Linked DNA regions of Mus musculus: all the other regions are linked to region 2. A link is a contact called in public Hi-C and HiCAR-type data. All regions are on one chromosome and are shown on one strand. Each heading gives the region's core, a stretch centred on a gene start, on an enhancer-like site or on the middle of the called end of the contact. The rest is flanking DNA. Distances are from core to core; before and after follow the strand shown.

The links. A called contact is a pair of places that touch in the nucleus more often than the background predicts. HiCAR-type assays count read pairs that join an accessible place to other places.
Region 1: a contact with region 2 is called in a Hi-C map of muscle stem cells, with 15 times the contacts expected there. The contact joins the promoter of Cacybp here to the promoter of Cep350 in region 2. A contact is called at or near these places in 2 of 484 Hi-C or Micro-C datasets (muscle stem cells and uterus).
Region 3: a contact with region 2 is called in a HiCAR-type map of astrocytes, with 4 times the contacts expected there. The contact joins the promoter of Smg7 here to the promoter of Cep350 in region 2. A contact is called at or near these places in 2 of 39 promoter capture datasets (liver and pre-B cells), 3 of 484 Hi-C or Micro-C datasets (B cells, CD4 T cells and natural killer cells) and 1 of 115 datasets of contacts at active chromatin or transcription factors (astrocytes).

The regions. Positions count from the first base shown.
Region 1 is chr1:160,210,716-160,214,152 of GRCm38.p6, reverse strand. Cacybp (calcyclin binding protein) reads left to right here and starts at 1,261. Exons shown (of 6, transcript NM_009786.2): 1 at 1,261-1,506. The coding sequence starts at 1,486.
Region 2 is chr1:155,971,653-155,975,235 of GRCm38.p6, reverse strand. It overlaps Cep350 (centrosomal protein 350), which reads left to right and starts at 1,981. Exons shown (of 38, transcript NM_001039184.1): 1 at 1,981-2,387.
Region 3 is chr1:152,901,079-152,904,761 of GRCm38.p6, reverse strand. It overlaps Smg7 (Smg-7 homolog, nonsense mediated mRNA decay factor (C. elegans)), which reads left to right and starts at 2,116. Exons shown (of 23, transcript NM_001160256.1): 1 at 2,116-2,253. The coding sequence starts at 2,225.

The sequences.
Region 1 (3,437 bases), core at 12-2,511, 4.2 Mb before region 2:
AGGTTCAAGGCCCCTCTTGCTCTTATGTTGTATTTAGTCTAACAGTCATGTTCGACCTGGACCCTTCCCTCTGCCTGTCTTCCTTATAGCTACAAAAAAAAATTAAAAATAATAAAAAAAATCTTCTCCATACTTTAGAAGTAGCCATGTCCTCCTCCTTTTTATTTCACCTTTTCATAAACTTCAAAGGGTGGCACCTTTCTGTCATTGTCCACTCCAGAAAAGGATTGTTTTTATTTTTATCACTATAGGCCATGGGACTGGTGGTTTGAGACTTTTATTTAAGTTGCAACTATACACGACATACATCCCTGTCTAACTTGTCATTTTGTGCAAGTTTGTGTGAGAAGTTCGTACAGGTTGCATGCCTTAATGTTACATTAATATAAAGTGTAGTGTAGCAGCATTTTCCTTGACTTGCTGATGCTAGTAACTCCCCTAAGCATCTGTAAGCTGACAGCAGATTGCTCTACCTCCCAATGGGTACTGTTTGTTTTCTGTCTCGGTTTACTGGGTGTTATGGACGTCTCTATGCTGTCATAATTAAGATAATTTGAAAAACGGTTTTACGCTGGGGGTTTACTAATCCGGGCTGCTGCAACCCAAAGTCCTAAGAATTCCTCCACATTTTACGTGGAAATTCACTCAATCCAAACCCTGCTGAAAATACAAAATAAACCGCTAGTAAAGAGCGAAGGCAGTGGAAAACTTCGTATCAAGAGCTCATATAGGCAAGGGAGAATGGAGCGTTCGGCCACTTGAAACCGTGCCGCTTTCCACCACGGCGCCCAGAGCCAGTCAGGAAGCCCGTGCAACCTTCCTACAGTCCCACGAGATGGCGCCACGTCAACGGTGCTAGACGCAGGACGCCTCCAGAAACCCAAGGCCCACTTAAAGCCATTGTTCTACTTAGGAGCCTTCCTCCCTTAACAAATCCGTCCTTTTTTGATGGTAGTTGTGCTTCTTTGGGGGCGCTCCTTTGTTCTTTCCCGATACCTCAGAGCTGCCGAAGACAAGATGGCGGCCTGGCAACTCCGCATCGCACCAGCGGAAGCAGCCCTTCTCGAGACACTTCCTATCGGGTCCCCAAACCTTTGAAGGTTAGTTCCGGGGCTAGGTCTGGCCGCGGTTGCGAGCTGCGACTGCGCAGCCCGGTTCTGCCGGCGCGGAACGACGTCTCAATCGCTGGGGCGGAAGGAAGTGGCTGGACGCCTCCTGAGCATTCGATCGCTCGCGAGAATTGAGCGTTGCTAGGCAACCAGCCTGGGGGCGGGACTAGACTCGGAGGGGCGGGGCCTTGGGAGGCTCCGGTGGAGCCTTGCGAAGGTTCCAGAGCCGTCTCGTGCGGAGGGCGGGCCGCCGTGTCGCGCCGGGTCTGTGGAGCTCGCTGCCGGCGCTGCGACGCTCGTGGGTGGCGTGTTCGGCTTTTCCTGTCTGCTTCGGTGCACCGCTGCAGCTCCGGCCTCGGGTCTGACGCGCGACGGCATGGCTTCCGTTTTGGAAGAGGTAGGGGTCGGCCTGGACCCACCGGCTCGCGCCGCCGGGCGGCGGCTGCTTTCCCGGGGCTGATGTCCTCGGCTCTGCCCCCGTCGCGGGCCCGCGGCCTCTACGCCGCCGCCTGCCTGGGCCTGAGTGTCCCGGCCGCGGCTGGAAGGTCGGGGGTGTGTCTGGATCCCAATTTTTGGCGCGGTTCGTGGTAGGCTCGCGGGTGGCGGTCCCCTCTCTCCATTGCCTGAGGTCTTCTCGGCTCCCGGTTCCTGGCCAGGGATCAGAAACCTTCCTGCAAAGCTCTGAGCTCCGGGCCGGGGGCCATGGGAAGGAATTCCCATGCCCGCATGACTAGTCATGGTCACCGCTTTCATTTTATAGGTGGTTATACATACATTCTCTGTATTATTTCTAAACGCCCTGGACAGTGCTTATGGTTTCAGTTTTTATTTAGCAGTGCCAGTGGCGGACCTGCAGGCCTTACACACGCTAGGCAAGCTCTCTACCGTTCCGGTATACCCCCAGTCTTTATGTATAAAAGCAATTTTTAAAAAGTTACTGGGAATTGAGCAGTAGGTACGACTAGGAAATTGCCTGGCGTGTGTTTTTAGATTTGTAAAAAATGAATGTGAATGACTTGACTTTTTGGATCCTCGAGGTCTCCATAGCAAGAGTAATTGAATTGCCGGGTTTTGGCCAATACAGGTTTTATGTGATTGACATATTGTTTTCACAGAAACATTGGCTGTTAAGATTTGCTTTTCGGAAACTTCTCCCTCACTTAGAAATCATGGGCTTTAAACACATAAAAATTAGGAAGTTAAAGTATTCATCTGGGTATCTTGCGACAAGATAGGCAGGCACCACGTGCTCACTGGGAGAGTGGAGAGGGTGGCTTAACAGTTGTGCAGCATTAATTGTCTCCAAAAGAGAAGGGACTTTAGACTTGGAGCTATGCATATAGGGGCATGTTTTTCTTCTGAGATTAAAATTCACCTTATTCAATCATATTAAGATGTGAAATTCAACTTTTTCTGTCGTACAACCATCAGTGTTACCTAGTTGCAGACTATTTTCGTTTCCTTAAATAGAAATCCATTGTAGGTGCTCCATCTACTTAGGCTGGAGCCTTAGGATTTTCTAGTTCAGTCGTGGTATCAGTATGGCATTCCTTTGGGTGGTTGAATACTGTCCCATTGTACAGATGGAATTCCTACTCTTCTGTTTCTCCATCTTGCCGATTGTGATTTCTTGTAAACAAGTTTTGTTTTGTGGGCATGTTTTTAGTCCGTGTAATTGCCAAATAATAGGGAAAGTCTTAGGAAGCTACCGTTTCCACAAGAATTGCACAAAAGGTGCCATTTCTCCACACATTCACTAACATTTGTTATTTTATTGGGTGGTTTTTGTTCATATGCTAACATCCACATGAGGGTGTAGTACCACCTCATGCATTGGCTATGCATCTTCATAGCTGTGTGCATCTATTTGTGTGTGTACCTGGTGTCCAATTCCATGTCTTTGTGGAGGAGAGTTGGGTTCTTCCATTTTGAGCAGTTGGGTGGGAGTAGGTCTCACTGAGTACCCCTCACTTGGTCTTTGAGATACACTTGCCTCCAGAGTGGCAGAACTAAAGGCATGTGCCACCAGGCCAGACCGAGCCCCTATTTAACAACTGGGAAACAGATTCAAAGGGAGATAAATGTTTATGTATAGAAAACAAATGCATGCCAAGAAGGCAAGAAAAAGTGGACAGGAAACTGTTCTATCTAATCCCAGTCAGAACCTACACTGTCAGTGGTTTCTGGGCTGTGAATACAAAAATCAAGCAATGGTTCTCCTGTAGGTCGCATCAGTTGGTATCTTACTAAAGAGTCCATTAGAGCGAAAACTGGGAGGGCCTGGGAATTCTGCCATGAGTCAGCTCAAAAAAAAGATTCCCATTCCAG
Region 2 (3,583 bases), core at 732-3,231:
GAGCATTTTCTACTTTATTGTACCATCTTCAGGGAGATGGAGAGAGAAAAGCTTTGCCAGCAGGAAGTGAGAAGTTTCCACTAATCTTATCTTGGCAGCTGGAGGCAGGGTAGGGATAAAACTTGAGGCACCCTCTGAACGTACTGATTTAATCATTTGCACTGGAGGAATGTGGCTACTTTCATAAAACTGTGAGGGAAACGAACAGACTATGATACACTTGAAAGCCAATATTCTTGAGGGAGTAAAAAGAAATCACAGAGTGTCAAAAAGAAGAGAGATTATCTAGTATCTAGGCATGGTGGTGCAGGTCTGTGATCCTAGCACTCAGGAAGACTGTGAGTTCCATGCCAACCTGCAGGATCTTCTGAGAGAGAGAGAGAGAGAGAGAGAGAGAGAGAGAGAGAGAGAGAGAGTGAGAGAGAGAGAGAGAGAGAGAGAGAGCGCAGTTGAGAACCAATGCTGGAAATTTGATGAAAACAGGAGTTCAGGCTGATAGCAGAGAGCAATGCTGACACCATAACAAAAACCTCATTGCCTTTCTGTTGATCACGAGGTAACGTAGGAGGTGGGAAACTATGTTAGCTTTAGAGTAAAGGAGATTATTTCCCATTGATTGGTGCTATAATATTGGGCAGATAGTGTTTCAGAACCCACTATTAAAAAGTAATCATAACTCAATAAGGGGATTGGATACGTTCTTTAAAATAACTAGGCTGGAGAAAAGGTAAATTTCACTTTTCTTTTTATTACATGTATGTATGTATGTATGTATGTAATCATACATGTCTTCTCATGCACCTGCACGCAATGCAGATCAGAGGACACCTTAGAGGAATCTGCTCTCTTGGTCCACCATTCTGGGTCCGGGGATCAAACTAAGATCGCCAGGCGTGGTGGCAATTCCCTTTACCTGCTAATCCATTTCCCTGCCGCAGTTCCACCTTTCAAATCTTTTTCTTGCTACTGCTTGCGTACTCGGGATCTCCACAACTCTCATTCTTTGCTGAAGTGCTGTTCTCAGGGAGGGTGTATACATTGACATATGTGCAGGACTTTTGTACATTCACGTAGTTCCTGCTGAGGCGCGGCTGTCTTATGGGGAGGATCAGTTATTGTCGTCTGCTTTTATTGATATGGTCAAGGTAGCGAACATTTATTGAACATCTACAGTGTTGTAGTTACTGTGCCAGGCCCTACTGGGTATACATAGAAAAAGGAGACTTTAAGACACCCATGGTACTTTAGATGAGAAATAATTTCGAGGCAAAGTAACTATCGGAGCCCAGAAGGTGGAGAGCTTAGCTGCAGTGAGCACCTAGCGGAAGGTGTCAGGCATTATTCGCAGAAAAGCTGTCCTTTACAGTCTTGACAGACGATAAAATTCACCAAGCGGAGGCTGGTGACAAAGACAAAGCTAAGAGAAAATATGTTGACCCCAGAGGGCTTCTCAAACCACAACACCGAAGGGAAAGGAAACGTAGTTTTTGCTTGTTTTGGAAAGAGCTTAAGCCATCAGTGTGCGTGCTGAACAGAACTGTAAACCCCTGGCCAATGAGAGGGCCGCAGTGACAGCAGCGAGCAGCCGCAAAGCTGCGGTTACTCCGATCCGCCTAGAGTGACGATTCCTTCTGAATCGTCTGCCGGGTCCCGGATCCCTGGGTCACCCTTGTCAAGTCCTCAGCGTGTTTTGGCTCGGGGGTGACCCGCTCAGCCAGAAGGCCCAATTAGCGTCAAAGGGAAGGGGGTGGTCTCCTCTGCGGATAGACTCTGGCTCCTCCCGAGTCCCGCCGAGCTCCCAAAGCGCCACACCAAAGATGGCTTCCCCGCATCCTCTAGCCTCGGGTCCGATCGCGCTCCTCCGTCGGCCACACTCAACATGGCTGGCCTTCACCCAGGGTTGCATTCCTGCGGAACCGTCTCCGGACAGTTCTCGCGAGGTTTGGCGAGTCTCTCTCCCCCCCCCCCCGCCCTCTCCCTCCCTGACTGCTCCCGCCCTGCCTCGCGCCGCCGCCACCGCCACTGCCGCCGGCGCCGCTCCTCCTCCGTGTCAGTTGTTGAGCTGTAATGGCGACTGGGCCGCCGCTGCCGAAGTGACTCCCGGGGCGGGGGAGCGGGGCCGGACCTGCGCCTGAGAGGACTGCGGAGAGCCGCAGCTCGGGAGGGGGCTCGCGGCGGGGCAGAGGAAGGCCGCCTCTGCGCCTCTCCTTCCTTGCCTGCCGCCCGGCGGATCCCGGGAGCCGGGGCGAGGCGGGCACCCGGTGCGTCCCCGGAGCGGGGAGGCCAGGCCGGGCAGCCCTGGGGCCGGTCGGGGCGGCGTCACTGCACCCTCCGCCAGGCCCCGCGGGATGCACCGTGGGAGCCGAGGGCGGAGGCGACACTCTCAGGTGAGCTGCGGGGAGACCTGGCGGAGCCTGCTCCGCCTCGGATGTCTCTGTCCGCGGTCCCAGGTCCCCGAGGTGGCCAGAGAGGCGGGGCGGGGCCCCCCTGGCACTGCCTGACGTCCCCCCCGGGGACCCTCCTTGGGTCCCGAGACTTTTCCTGGAGGGTCATCCTGAGACCTGGGCTCCCGGACCTACTGGTGCCCACGGAAGACAAGATTTCTTTGCTTACCTGCCAGTGTCGCCCTCAGCACCCTCGCCCCTCCTCTTGTCTGCATAGAGTTAAGCCACCTCTCACCTTTGGTCTCCGAAGTGTCCCTTCTTCGTTTGGAGATCGAGCATATTTTGGGAAATTCCGGGGCACTAGCTCCAGTGTCAGGAACAGTTTCTGTTCCTTTTCCTGGGTGTAATATTCTCAAAGTGCAGTATGGGGAAAACTTTGATCACCTCCAGTCCAGCAGCAGTTGTTGAATGGAGTCCACCGGCTTATTCACACATGATTGGGTGGAGAGGGGGTGACATTTAACAAGCCTTACACGTTGGAAGTTGTCACTTTCCCTCCCCTCCCCCCTCTTTTAAATTCAGACTAATATGCTAAATCATATTTAGTTAATGTCACAGATACAGGCAGAAATTTGCCAGGGTTTTAGTTTTCAAGTTCGGAACTTGCAAATAGGTATAGATTTTTTTTTAAATGGATTTTTTGATGTTGTAACAAATGTTTCATTTGGGGGGAAAAAATAGGCCCTTAGGAATAGTGGTCGGTATCCATGTACTCTACTTAATTGTTTTGCTGGTGTTTCTTGTTTTGAAATTGGAGAAGTCGTTAGTGTTGCCATGTTAACCTGCTCCCTTCGCTTGTATTTTAAAGATTTAAATGGACAGTCCATCCTAGACCAACCTACTATTAGCACCTGGGAATTTTTGAAGAGGCAATAATGAAATACTACAAACTGCTCTCCATTTAAAAACTTTCTTAATTTAAAATACTGCTTTTTAAAAAGGCAGCGTGCTGCTAATAACTTGGGATTGTGACTTTGGGAGACTCCTAGACCTGTACTAGAAGTTATTGCAAGCCCATGAAAGTGTAAGAGGTTTTGTATGCTAAATTGACAAACTATTAAATGCAACAAATCTGAACTGTTACTGCATTCAACTTAGTACACCTTAATCAGAATATGAAGGTCATGCCAGAATACATT
Region 3 (3,683 bases), core at 867-3,366, 3.1 Mb after region 2:
GAGTGGGCGGTGCGTTGGCGCTGGTGGAAGATAGGGGCCATTGTACTGCTGCAATCGCCCATACGTCATAGCGCCTCACACTCGCGCTTGCTTGCAGCATGAGGGGGCATAGTTCACTTTCTATTTCGTTAATGACATGCTGTCCTTGAGAATGATGTCCAAGTGGGCTGTACTTTCGTTTCCTGAGAACAGAAACACGTTCCAAATAAACACTGTTCTAGGTTAATAGGAGTTGGATTCAGAGAAAGACCTGTAAAGCGATTCTTTAGGCAGCATGGAAAAACCGGAAGATATCAGGTACCCAAACCAAAACCAAGATCCCATTGAAAATGCTGGTTTTAACTATACAGTGAGGACTGCGTTCTTGGATCTTATTCTAAAACACTTTAGGATAGCTGCTTATATAACTTTCAACATCAATTGAAAATAAAACCTGTAAAATATCAATAATTACTTCATTCCATCAGAATGACTTATTCTACACGATTCCACATCATCAGGATCCATTATTTCTATTTTAACCCTAAACCTGACACAAAATGCTTAAAATATTCGTTCTCAAAATGGAAAATTATTTTCTTAAACTCCCTCATGCAGATAAATCTAGATACTTTTTTTTTATGGCAAGTTCTAAAACACTGCAGATGTTTTTGAGGAGGGGGTCTTTGGAGATCAACCTTCGATGACGGAGCGTCTTTTCTCTCTGAGGGTACCTCTGGAAAGAACGTCATCAGCCTTTCTGATCGCTCTCCATTCTAAATGCCTAAGAACTGCGTGTTAGCCTCCTAGGCTGGGTTCGAGCTCTCACTAAGTCGCCTACGGGAGGTCTCGCCGGTGATATCGAGTAGGAATTAGGCAAGGGTCGACCGGCTACAAAAAGTCGAACATTCGCGATCGCCGGAGCCGCATCTCGGTTGTCATGTGCCCGTCTCTTCCCTTAGGGACCCGCTTCTGGCGGGATCCCGCTGCCCAGCCTCAAACAGTGGTGGGGAAGCCCCTTCCCTTTCCTCTGACTTCGCAGCATCGCCCTCGCTTTCTCGTTCCCACCCACTCGCCGCCGGCCTTCATAACCTGCCTTTTCTTCTCGGGCCCGGCCCTCTCCCTACCCGGCTCAGATAGGCAACGATGGAGGTGGTTTCCACCCTTGGGGGACTGGCAATGCCTAAAATGAATGCTTCGGGGTCTCCCCCAATTTTTGCTGGGAGAGTAAGGGAGGAAGAAATGGACTTTCCTACTCGGATAACCATTTCGACTTCTGGCTTTTAAAAAGGCAGGGAATCCAAGTGGGGAATCCTGGGCAGTTTCCAGGGAACCCGTTTCTCTACGGGAGGGTCACCCTGTCTACACACGGCAGTTACTATGACAATACAACCACAGCCTCCAGTTTCCATGGCAGCGGCCTGCCCAATCGGATTGGTTTTCCTTTCTATTTCTCCCTGGGCTCCGCCCTATTCCCCCCCCCCCCCCCAACCTTCTCCCAGAGTGCCCGGGGAGGGGCGGCTGAAACGGGGGAGGCCTCTGCGTCACTCTCCGGCGCGCGAGGGGACGACCGGAGTCGAGGAATTGGCGGGCGGAACTGTAGGAGGAAGGGGTGGCGTTTCCGGCGGGGAAAGTGGAGGAGTGGGAAAAAAAAAAAAAAGAAAGAAGGAAGGAAGTGAGAAGTGGGCGGGTGGCCGGGCGGAAGGCTTTGAGTGTGACTCCGGGCTGCTCTGGGCTCGATGTCCGCGGTGAGCCGGGGGCCGCCCCCGCGCCCGGGAGGAACAGGACGGAGCCTTAGGAGGCCGCCGGGCACCAGCACCGGATCGTTCGGCCGGCGCGCGGGCACCGCACCGCTCGCCGATCCCAAGAGGGAGCGCTACAGAGCGGCGGAAAGCACCCAGAGGGACCGGCGCTGCTGAAGTCTCGCGAGAGCGAACCCGACTTCCTTCCTCTGCTTCTCCCCTCCTCTTTCCCCGCCCCTTTCCCCTTCTTTTTCCCCCCCCCCTCCGGAGCCGGAGCGTCCCTGCGCCCCACAGGCCAGAGCCGCAGCCGCTGCCGGAGCCGCTCCCCCCAACTCCCTCCCCCTCGCCTCACTCACTCTCCCCCCCCCCCACCCCGCGCCAAGCGAGGAGGAGTCGGAGGAGAGGAAGATGGCGGCGACCGCCAGCACCCGCGGGGCCGCGGGGCCGCTCCGAGGAGCCTGAGAGACCCACGGAGGCTTCGCGGCGAGACGCGGCGGCGGAGGATGAGCCTGCAGAGCGCGCAGTATCTCCGGTGAGCGCCGGAGCTTGGCCGAGGCGTGGTGGCGACGGGGGAAGGGGAGGCTCTCGGGGGGCCGAGGACCGGCGGACTCGGAAGCGGTGGGGGAGTCGCGGCGTCCTTCTGTCCCCAGGGCGGGGAGGCCGAGCGCGGGGCCGAGCGGGCGGCTGCGGGAGGGGGCGGGCACACACATGGCTGCCTGGCCCCCGGGAAGCCGGGCGAGCCGCGCTCCGGGGGAAGCCGGGCGAGGAGCGGAGGGAGGTTGGGGAAGCGGGAGACGAGAACGTGTGTGTGAGTGTGTGTGTGTGCGTGTGCGCGCGCGCGCGCGCGCCTCTGGTCGCAGGCTGCGGGGCCGGGGTAGGGGAGAGGAGAGCCGGCAGCGACCCAGAGTCGAGGTGGGTGTGAAGGGGTCTGGAGCCCACGGCCCGGGAAACGTGGTGTGCTGGCCGGGGCGATGCAGGAGAGAGGAGGATGGAAGTCGGCACACCTGGGGGTTGGGAGGGCGCATTCTGGAGGGCAAATGAGAGGAAGGGGAGCCCGCAGGAAACGCGAGCTTGTTCTTTAGTCGCGGGCTGGAAGGAGGAGAAATAATGCCTTCTGTCCAGAGTTAGAGGGGTCGGAGAGCCCGGAAAGGGGGAAAAAGGATGGGGAGACGAGGGAAGAGGGAGGTGCTACGAACAAGGTGATGTTCTCGAAAGAAACTGTAGTTGGAAGATACCATTCTGAGAGTCGTGTGCATTCATTAGGTGCGATGTAAGGAACTTGTATGAAGGAGATAGAGTGACCCATGGGTACTGGGGGTGCGTGCGTGTGTATGTGTATGTGTGTGTGTGTGTGTGTGTGTGTGTGTGTGAGTGTCTGGGGTAAGGGAGGGGAAGCAGGGATTGATGCACACTTAAAGAAGACTCACATGCATTAACACCGACGTCGAGAACATTTTGAATGGAAAGACAGCAGCTGGTGTGCAGTCAGAATAGTTTGACGGATTTTGAGTGAGAGCTTGGAGGAAACTAGAGGGGAAAATACAGCCTTCACAATGGGAAATAAGGTTGCTAGTGCCTGAGGCTAATGGAGGAGTTGCTAAGACTGGGAACTTACAAACTGGCCTTTTTGTCTTTCAGGAACAGTGTTTTTCTTTTAAATAGCAGGTCTTATTTGGGAAGATACTTTTAAAAAGTGAGTTGAAACCTTGAGGAGAAGAGAATTGAATGGGTAGATAACTGAGTAAGATTTTCTTTAGCTGTTTAGACATAAGTGATGTGGAAGTCGATGTGTTAAGAGTGGTCCCATATATATATTTATATTGCAAGAGAATTGATGTTGTTCTGTGGTAAACAGAGTGGCTATTCTGTCTTTGAAAGTAGTTATTCATTACACTGGAGAGAGAGTGGTGGGATCTCTGAATCTTTGATGCATGAATTCCAGAGTTTAGCACAATGTGTATG